Linked DNA regions of Rattus norvegicus: region 2 is linked to region 1. Evidence: chromatin contacts called from public Hi-C data. All regions are on one chromosome and are shown on one strand. Each heading gives the region's core, a stretch centred on a gene start, on an enhancer-like site or on the middle of the called end of the contact. The rest is flanking DNA. Distances are from core to core; before and after follow the strand shown.

Region 1 (5,183 bases), core at 2,006-4,505:
GCTGGAGGAGCTGAAAGGTCTACATCTTGATCTGAAGGCAGCCAAAGGGGACTGTGTGCAACACTGGGCGTAGCTTGAGGTTTTGAGGCATCAGAACTCTGAGGTCACAGTGACACACTTCCTCTAGCAAGGTCACACAGCCTCCAATGAGGCCACACCTCCTCCAACCAGGCTACACCTCCTCCAATGAGGCCACACCTCCTCCAACGAGGCCACACTTCCTCCAATGAGGCCACACCTCCTCCAACGAGGCTACACCTCCTCCAATGAGGCCACACCTCCTCCAATGAGGCCACACCTCCTCCAATGAGGCCACACCTCCTCCAATGAGGCCACACCTCCTAATAATGCCACTCCCTATGGCCAAGCTTTCAGCACATGAAACTACGATACTATTCCTATTCAAGACACCACAGGCAACAAGCATTTTACCTGCTGAGCTACTGCCCTAGCCCCACCGTTTTGCTGTTTGATAACCTGGTGACAGCACGTCTTTCTGCATAGATAATTAGCATGTAGCAAGCATATATTTCCATGCTATGAAGCTGAGGAAGAACAAAGAAGATGAGAACACTAACAACTCACAAAAGACGCCAGCTATGGCGAGACACGGGGCAGATGCATTTCCCTGCTTCGGGTAGCTGTTTGGAATTGCTTTCGTGTTCACGGGCTACTCCCTTAGATTATAAAACACAGAGATTATATGCCGAGATGTCTGCCGCCAGACTGAGTTACGGTGAGAGTTATCAGAAAATCAAAATTATTAGCTAGGATTCCCAATGACAGGAGGAAAATCACACTCCCCAAATAAAACCAGACACATCCACACTTCACTAGGGAGATGACGTTTGACATTCACCAGCTAACTGTGACAAGTGTTGATTTCTTCTTACTGGTTGAGTATACACAAATGTACGGCCGATTTTAAAACGGGCTGAGAATAATATTTGTTTGTTTCAGAAGATTACTTCTTGAGATAGAATTCATGTAAAATTAATCACTTGAAAGCAGATGATCCAGTGCACTGCATACAGTCACACCCTTTATCCCTCCTCCCCCATTTCATCCCCATTATTAGATAGGACGGAAAGAAGAATGGAGGGCGGGGGAAGAGAGAGACAGAGAGACAGAGAGACAGAGAGAGACAGAGACACACAAAGAGAGAGATTCCTGAATCTAATTTCTTTCTTCTTGTTTCTTCTTTGCAACCAACCACTAACAAACCTCAGCCAACCCCGCTGAATGACCAAGGACCACCAGCACCACCTGTCAGGGCCCTCTGAAAAGTTCCCAGAACTTCAAACATCACACAATGGCAGAAACCATCTGCAGCTGGCAAACCCAGGCCCCCGCTAGAACGCAAGGCAAATCACGGTCAGCTGCTACAGTCAGTCCAAAGCAGCCCCACACCCCCACACCCCCACACCTGGCATTAAAATGAAAGCACATTCTTATGATATTTCTGTGGTCTTGAAGAAACCAAAATTCCAGAGTTCTCACTACACTTTGGGGATGAGTTCTGTGGTCAGACAGGAACCCTACGTTTGTGGGATGATGTCACAGGTGAGGCAGGTACAAGATAGAATGAAGCCTGTCATTGGATGAAAAGGAAGGATGGGCAGGAGAAAAGCTTTAAAGAGAGGAGGAGACTGGAAAGGAAGAGGAGAGGAAGGAGAGAAGCCGTGGCGGGACAATGTGGAGGCTGACGTTAAGATTCCACACTGCGCCTTTACAGGTTGTGATGAATGTTCTTAAGGGATGGATGTGTACAGGGCTTTGTATGATTGGGTGGGCAATTGTATCTTACCAATTGGATCAAAGGTTATTGTGTTGTGTGTTCTTTCACGTGGCGATTTGACTTTGGGAGAGTGTGTGGGACGCCATGGAGTTGGGATGTGTGTTTCTGGCATGGAAACCTGCCTTAGGGAACTAGATAGGTAGAGAGATTGCTGCCAGGCTCAGAGAGAGGCCTTCAGCAGTATGATATGGGATGGAGCAAAGTGTGTGAGAGCCTTTGCTGACTGAGACTTAAGATGTCTACCGGATATCTTGGGGCACTGTGGTGCCGGATCTAGAGCGGGATAAAAGACAGCATTTTATTTTTTATAATTTTACAACAGCATATGTTTAGCTCTGCTGAGGAGGAGGAGGAGGTATGTAAGTGTGCTGTGCGTGTGTGTGGGTGTGAGTGTGTGTGGGGGGGTGTGCATGTAACACACTCTCTCTTATTTGTGCATGCACTTGTGGAAGCCAGAGGTCAACTTTGGGTGTCTTCATCGCTCATGCCCCACCTTAATTTTTGAGACAAGATTCCTTCAATGAACCAACAGCTCACCACTTCAGCTAGATTAGCTGGCCAGGAAGGCCCAGGGACACTCCTGTCTCTGACCCCAGCACTGGGATTACATAGGTGCGCCACTGTGCATGGCTTCGTATGTGGACGGAGAGTCTGAACACTTGCCATCTCCCTCAGCCCTCTGTTTACATTTTGAAGCCAACTGCTACATTGTCTCCCTTGGCCGGCATGCCAGTAGGGGTTATCCCCAGGAGCACAGAAGAAACCCTGTTTCTCCATGGATCCACTCAGTCCTTTCTTTCCTGTAGCAAGTAATCCTAGCTTGTAAGAATCCACACAGTTTTGATATGCATATATCTCCAGTGATCGACAATTCCGAGTATCTGATTGGCCATTCTGATACCTCATTTTGGGGGAGATGTCTCTCAAGACCATTATGCATTTCTTTTTAAAAATTAAGTCATCTTTTTTTCTCTTTTAAAGTTTTGTCTTTTTTATTATGTTCTGGAAATTAAACTCTTCTTCTTAATTTTTATTACATTTATTTATTTATTTATTTATTTATTTATTGCGTGTGGGCAACATGTAAATGCATGTGGGCCACAACGCATGTGCAGCAGGCAGAGAACAACCTTCAGGAGTTGGTTCTCTTTCTCTACCAGGGATTGAACCCAGGTCCCTAGGCTTGGCAGCAAGCCTTTACCTGTTAGCCATCTCACTGGTCCCTGGATATTAAGCTCTTATCAGACACAGAATTTGTAAACATTTCCATCCACTCTTTATGCAATTCTTCCCCCCCCCACACCTTTTGATTATTTCTGCCTGTGCACTGAGTTTTTATTTTAAGTTCTTGGGGAGCCTGAACTTCTAATGGCTGCACTGGAGTGTTCTTAGCCCTCGCCTGGGGTGGCAGGTCCGGCTTTGGCCGCTAGGATGTGGTCATCTCCTCCTGGAACACCATGCCTCTGCTCCCCACACCAGCCTAGAACAAGGGGCCTGTTGTCTGGTTCTGTCACCCTCCGCCTCCTGAACCAAGGCCAGGGAAGAAAACATAGGCAAGGCCCAGCCCCCACAGGAGCATGTCCAAACTCTGGAGGTGGGAAGAGTACCCCCTCATGTTCCCAGGCCCTCCTTCTCTCTGGGTGGAACATAAGTCTCCACCTTGTTAAAAGTTTAAACAACAGTCGTGAAGCATCAGAATTGGGATGAACACTTTGCCATGCAGTCTGCCCTCTGCAGACCTCAGATCTCTGGACCTGCTAGGTTAGCATTAGCTGTGGTCTGGAACCCATTTCCTTTGTAGACTGTGGTACTTGGAGATAAAAGAGCCTGACCTATAGATGCATAGGTGCACGCGTGTACACATACCTGCGTGCCTGTGAGTCACTCAGCGTAACTGCTTTTAACTGTGTAACTTCCCAGGACACTGGGAGCTGCTCCAGAGATAGAGGCAGGAAGGGTCGTCTCTAAATTGCCACAGAATGACCCGAGGGGACGGGCTACTCCCCTAAGCAATCTGTTCTCTGAGCCTGATCACAACTGAAGCCTCCAAGTCCTGCACTACCCCTGTGCCCCGCCCCGCCCCTGTGCCCCGCCCCACCCCGCTCCTGTGCCCCGCCCCACCCCTGTTCCCCGCCCCTGTGCCCCACCTTGCTCCTGTGCCCCGTCCCGCCCTGTGCCCCGCCCTGTGCCCCGCCCTGCTCCTGTGTCCCACCCCACTCCTGAGCCCCGCCCTGCTCCTTGCCCCGCCCCACCCCTGTTCCCCGCCCCACTTCCCACCTGGTCCTGTTCATTTGGAAGGCTCCTGGCCAGTGTGACAGGTCATTATATTACTACCTGGCCCTTCATCCCTGGCATCTGACAGCCTCATTTCCTGGAGCTCTCTTTGCTTCCCTACTCAAGTTGGTATCTAAAGAGCCCTGAGGGCCTCAAACCAGATTCACAATTTCTGGATTTATTTCCCACCCATGAGCCTGGATAAATGCTTCTAACTTTAGCCCAGGAAGTTCTTAATTTCCCCTTAAAAGATATTATACTTTGTCCATTTCCCTGAAAGGAAGGCCCTGGTGCTTTCTAAGAAACTTTAGAATTAAAGGATTAAAAATGGTAACTAGAAAACAAAGCAAAACAAGCCAGGAAATCCTCTGCTGGGAATTCCACACTCCTGAGGGTTCTGACTTGAGGCTTTTCTGAGAACAGTCCGGCATCTGGAACCCACAGTATGCAGTGTCTGGAGCTGGGAAGGTTGTCTTTTAGGGCTGGTTTTTGTGGAATCACGGACTCCTGCAGGGGCTGCTTGTGTAAAACACACACACAGAGAAAAGGTCTCCGAGACAGAGGCAGGAGTTCGTTGTTGAGCTTGACTTATTGTGAATTTCATTCTCATTCCCAGAAAGCATGTATCTGGCTCCTGCCAGGGCCACAGTTCGTGCTTGGGGGTCGCTCAGCACTCTGAGAAGTCCCCGGTGAGCGTCTGAAAACTTCACAATGGGAGGAGAAAAGCCGAGTTTGACTGGTTAGGGATCAAGTACTCTGGCCTTGCCTGGCGTGGGAATCATACAGCAGGAACTTGAAAATTGTATTGGAGGTCAGGCAGTAAAGTAGAAGGAACTCTAGCTCCAGGGACTCCAACGCCCTCTTCTGGTCTCCACAGGCAACTACACTCATGTGCACACACGTGCACAGAATTAAAGATAAAACGATATAGAGCCAGAATGCAGCTTGTGGTGGAGTGCTTGCCTAGTACACTCAAGGCTGCAGGGCTCTCTCAGAGTCAGAAACTGATGGTGAACCCAGAACGGGAAGACCACACAGCTGGCCAGCATTCTCTTTCTCCACAGTTAGTTTGGAATATTTTATATCACATGTGAAAATCATGACAAAATTC
Region 2 (5,183 bases), core at 1,056-3,555, 290 kb after region 1:
TTTTACAATAACAAAATCATGTTCTAAAAAATACATACTCAAGCCAGACAGTGCAATTCTCAGCCCAACTCTCAGCCTGCACTCCCAGGCGGAAGCTCCACCCCCACATCCTAACTGGATACTGTGTCACACTCTCTCCATCCTCCAGAGCAAATGTCTACCGGGCTTCTTATGCAAGTTCACCTCACCCCATCTATAGGTAGCACGTGGGTACTGAGGAAAAGTCTTCCCAGTTTCCTTACGTTTCCCAGACATCTACCCAGTCGGGGCTTTTTCCCCTTCAGCTTTTTATGAATACACTTTAATTTAGAACATACAAATTTAACATGTCATATTTTAAGCCAGGCAAGCCACAAGAAATAACTATAAAGGCCAATTCCAATTTCTTTAGCTAATAAGTCTGCCTACTAGGGCAAGACTCGGGCTAGCTGTGAGGTTAACTTGTACAGCAAAAGTACTGAATAAGAACTGGGGCGTGGCAGAGCACACCTGTCATCCAAGCCACTCATGAGGCAGGGAGGACCACAAGTTCAAAGCCTGTTTGAGCTACCCTGTGAGGTCAGCCTCAGCAGCTTAGTGAGACTTCTTTCAAAATAATAAAAAGTGGCTGACTGTTTTGAAATAACAATAAACGAGGCTGGAAATGTAGCTTAGTGGTAGGGTGCTTGTCTACCAAACACCCAAGCCTCTAGGTTTACGTCCCAGATCCGACCCCCTCCAAAACAAAACAAAAACAAAAAAAAAACAAAAATCAAAAAAACAAAACAAGCAAACAAACAAACAAAAAATGTACTTAACCCAGAACATAAAACCTGCTGGGGCCACTGGATCAGTTAACTAGAGGGGCTAGTTTGATGACTAGACTGTACTAGTCATTAAAGAGCAGTGCTGGGAAAAGACGAACCAGCTCTCACCAGGGGAGAAGGAAATGCAGAGGTCTGTGACACAATCCTCAGTATGACTCAGGCAGACGCACAGGGCTACAGATCTTTCCTCAAACGCCGCTGGTCAACCCTTAGGCATGAACAGCCCTGCACAAGCCCAAAATTGAAGATAGACTGTTCCCCCCACCCCTCACCCCCCCTACCCGTATTAGATCCCATCTCTGCCTGTTCCGGAAACCTCTAAACTAACCCCAGCCAGCGATTAACAGCCCGCAGAAATCCATGCGACCTGTAATCACCAAACCCACCCGAGAACTCGACATCCTCCAAAGAAGTCAACGCGCGATGCAGAGCGGAGTAAAATGCAGCTCGCTCACGTTCATCTTTAGAGACCAAAGCCCACTTTCCATATTCGGGGAAAAAATTAAAAAAATAACCAGTTTAAGCCTTACAGGGTTGAGTAGTATGTCTCAAACAGTGCAGCAGTTTGGGATAGTTTCTTCCTTTCGTTCCAATTTGTTAAGACGTTAAATAAATAAATATAAATCCCAGCCTAGGCTGCAGACGCAGGAAACTCAGTCGGGCAGCGGATTAAATGCCCGTCATAAGAAAGCCATCTAGTGTTAAAGTTTAGAAGTGAAACCGCAGACAAAAGGAACATTTCTGGGACTATTTTGAAGTTACTGGGAAAACCAATGAGAATAATCAAGACCCCCCGTTTTCTGCGGGTGACTTGGGTTTCGGGGTGTTTTTCACTCTGCCCTTTCCCCCCTCGCTGCTTGGCCTTCTTTCTTAGAGCCAGCCACCCTTGCGCAGACCGAGTCAACTCTGAGCAGGATCCAAAGCGCCTAAGACCTGTTTTGAACAAAATCAGGTATCGCCGAGCCCCAATTCCTGAGGGCGCACTTGCTGTCCGTTCGCCCGCTCTGACGTTGGCCGGGGCTGAATTAATGTAGCCGAAGCCGGTTAATGACGACAAACGTCTCCCCGAGGGGTGACGCCAAGTTGTCCTCTGCTCTCGCTCTCGGGGAGACGAGCCGAAATTGATTCCTCGGGATACTGCGACCAGGCTCAAATGAACGTGCGGGCGCTGCCGGTCGCTCCCGGACCGCGGTCCTCACCCGCGGAGACGCGAGCCCGCGCGTACAAAGGAGCGGGAGCCCCGGGGGAGCGGCCCGCAAGTTGCGCGCAGCCCGGCAGGTCCGGTCCCCGCGCCCTGCGCACCGCGCCATCGGACGCACCCCGCACCCCTCCCCCGGGCACGCACCTCGGAGCGGCGGTCCTCTGGGCCCCGCCAGGGCCGGCGCGCAGAAGCCAGGGCCTCGCCGCCCGCCGCCGTCCCGCGCTACCCATTGGCGCACTCCCCGCGCGGCCGCTGCGCCCGCGGCTCGAGCTGTCGCCAGGCGCCGCGCTGCGTCCTCGGCCGCCCGGCTCCGTCTGCAGCCGGCTCCCGCCGCCGCCGCCCGCCCCGGCACCGCCCCCACGCGCTCCGCCCCCGCCCATTGGCCGGTGCCCCGACAGGCCCCACCCCGAGCGCGCCGCCCCCTTTCATTGGCCGGTGCCCGGACGGTCCCCGCCCCTAGAGCTCCGCCCACGCCCATTGGCCAGTCGGACAAGCCCCGCCCCGGGCGCTCCGCCCACGCCCACTGGCGCGCCTCCTGGCCAGACTCGCCCCTCGCCGTCGGGCGCGCGCGAGCGTCCTCGGGGGAGCGGTTCTCCCGGTCGCAGTGAGCGCGAGCCCTGAGCTTACAGGGGCAGGCGACCGGCTTCGGAGTGCTCGCAACCCGGGGCTCCCTCGGAGCGACCAATGCTCTTCGGGTGTGGACTCTCAGCCCTACAATGCTTGCACCATATCCGGACCCCTGAGAGTCGCCAAGCCTGGTGAAGCCTGGGGGACGCGCTTGACGCAAAAGTGCAAGCCACAGTTGCGCGGGCCGGGGAACCTGTGCCCAGAGCCAGTCCACGCCTGCTCTCGGTGTTCCGGCCCTGTCTATCCCCGCCGGGAGCCTCACCTGCGGCCCGCTGCAGAAGACCTGCGTTGGGCTCTGTTCTGACCTGCATCCGCACAGGCGGGAGGAGCAGTAAATAAGGCCAGAGCCAGTGGCAGGATTTTCCGAGCCGGCTTCACCTTGCGTCCCCAGAGTCCTGATCCGGTTTGTTTGGGACTTTGAACTCCTCCCTGGGAGAGATAAATGTTAATAATGTTATCTCTCCTTCCCCTTCGCCGTGCTTCCTACTACGGGCACACACCCTGATGAAGTTTAAACAGTGGGCCCCCACCCAAGCGGTATTTCTCCCGGTGCACATTGTCCAATTTCTTATGTATTATTTTATAATACCGGAACAACGCGTAGGAATGGGCCTGGTAAAACATGCCGGCAACCCGGATATGACATTACTAAGCTCCCGAGATTTCCAGACTTTGAGGTCTTTCCGGATGGTCTCCCTATACCTAGTGTTTGCGAAATTGTGTATGCATTCCACAAACACGGGATAAACGACCCGTGCTGCTTGTGCTTCCTGGGAAGCCCTTTTATCAGCCCCTGCTCTGTTAGTGGTGGTGGTAGGGGGTGGGGTGGGGGGGGTGCAGGTTAAACCCAGGCAGAGACTGGAATACAGCACCAGAGAGGAAGGCAGGGCATGGCCATGGGCTCAGGTGTCTGACAGAAAACAAATATAAAATGCCTCTTTTGGCGAGGATAAGGAGATTGCTGAAGTTTCAGAGAAAAATACCAACCATGTAGTATTCAACTGAGCTTGTCTAAAAGCCAGTGTGAGCCAAATTCCTCGGCAGTTAAGAGCACTCCTTGCTTTTGCCAAGGATCTGGCTGCTGTACCAGGCTCCCCGTGGCAGCTCACAACCATCTGTAACTCCGGTTCCAGGGGAATCAGACGCCCTCTTCTGGCCTCTCTGGGCATTGCATTCACGCAGTGAACATGCATGACTGCAAGCGATCTCTCAAGCAAATGAAAGGTAGTGTGAGCTATATCCTAGGTTCATCATCTCCTGTCACTGTCCCCCAAGTCTCCCTCCCTGCCCTTCAAAGACCTCATTACCTTGGGAATTCTTAAGGAAGCAGGCTCTAGGAACCCTTGCCCTACAATTCTTCTACACTTTTTTTAAACTTCTGATGAAGTAATTCCTACATCACTCTTAAGATTTCAAAGCCGTGCCAGCCAATCCAAGGAGTTGAGCTGGCCAGCTATCCTGCCTGCTGCTTGTATCTGTTTTCCTTTTAGCACAGTAAAGCCAGTTTAATTTTCTTAACGAGCCACAAGATTTGACCTACAAGGATACTGGCAGGGCAGTAAAATCCAATGGCTAACTTAGTGAAGATATGGAGCCTCACCTTTACTTCCTCCTTTCCCTTTCTACTAAAACCTTCCTCTTATAGCCTTTCTTTTATTCCAAACGAACAGTCATAATCTGGAACAAACGGGTATTGGTTTTGTGCATAGTTCAGTGTCTGATGATAGACCCAAAGGGCTGGTGGCCACCATAGGAGGCTTCAGGACAAGGAACAGTTTGAGAGCAGGGAGGTGCTCTGGTGCCCACAAGGAGAGCTGGTGTCTGCAGAACAACTTTGGGGAGGGCAGCAAAGGCCTTGCCAGAGCTGTCAGCTGGGAAAGGAAGGAGAGCCTGTTGTGTAGCTTGGCTGAACTGCACTTGCCTGACTGTGTAAAGCTCAGAGTTCCACCGTCAGCTCCAGGAAAAAAAAAAGGAAAAAATTAAAACAGGAGGAGATAAAGAGACAGTGCCAATAAGAGGTGGCACAGGGCCTGCCTGGGAAGCAGCCGTGCCCTCTGGCCTGCCACAGCGTCTCTGCTTATGTAATGCACACAAGGATGCTGTCTTCCTCTGTTAGTCCTGTTTGCTTGTGGTTGGCATTTGTCTTACATGTTCCCCTGTGTACCGCAGTAGAAGCCTCTCACAACAGGGTGTGGCCTTGTAAGTAAAGTAGCAAATGCCAGGACCTGCAACATTTGGGTTTTGGTTTTGGTTTGTTTGGTTTGGTTTGGTTTGGTTGGTTGCTTTTTTGTTGTCATTGTATTGAAACTAGGTATCTCTGTGCAGTTCTGGCTGTCCTGAAGCTTCTATGTAGACCACACTGGCCCTTGTTCACAAAGATCTGTCTGTCTCTGCCTCCCAAGTTCTGGGAGTAAAGCGTTCATCACCACGCCTGGCAAAAATGTATCTATTTATATCTGTTTATGTCTTTGGTGTTTCTGGGTGCTCTAGCTGCCTGGGCATTTACACACCAGAAGAGGGCAGCAGATCCCATGGCCTATGGTTATAGA

The links. Hi-C and Micro-C count contacts between places; a contact is called where the count stands out from the background.
Region 2: a contact with region 1 is called in a Hi-C map of Schwann cells, with 12 times the contacts expected there. The contact joins the promoter of Sipa1l2 here to the enhancer-like site in region 1. A contact is called at or near these places in 2 of 12 Hi-C or Micro-C datasets (Schwann cells and psoas muscle).

Annotation. Positions count from the first base shown.
Region 1 is chr19:70,146,081-70,151,263 of GRCr8, forward strand. No RefSeq gene overlaps it. Among named protein-coding and RNA genes, the nearest start is that of Disc1, 240 kb to the left of the region's middle. Within about 2 kb of position 3,256, at least 5 of the 93 cell types and tissues checked have an H3K27ac peak or open chromatin away from gene starts, as enhancers often do. A contact at or near this core is called in Schwann cells, where this site is marked.
Region 2 is chr19:70,435,468-70,440,650 of GRCr8, forward strand. It overlaps Sipa1l2 (signal-induced proliferation-associated 1 like 2), which reads right to left and starts at 2,306. Exons shown (of 23, transcript NM_001009704.2): 1 at 2,152-2,306.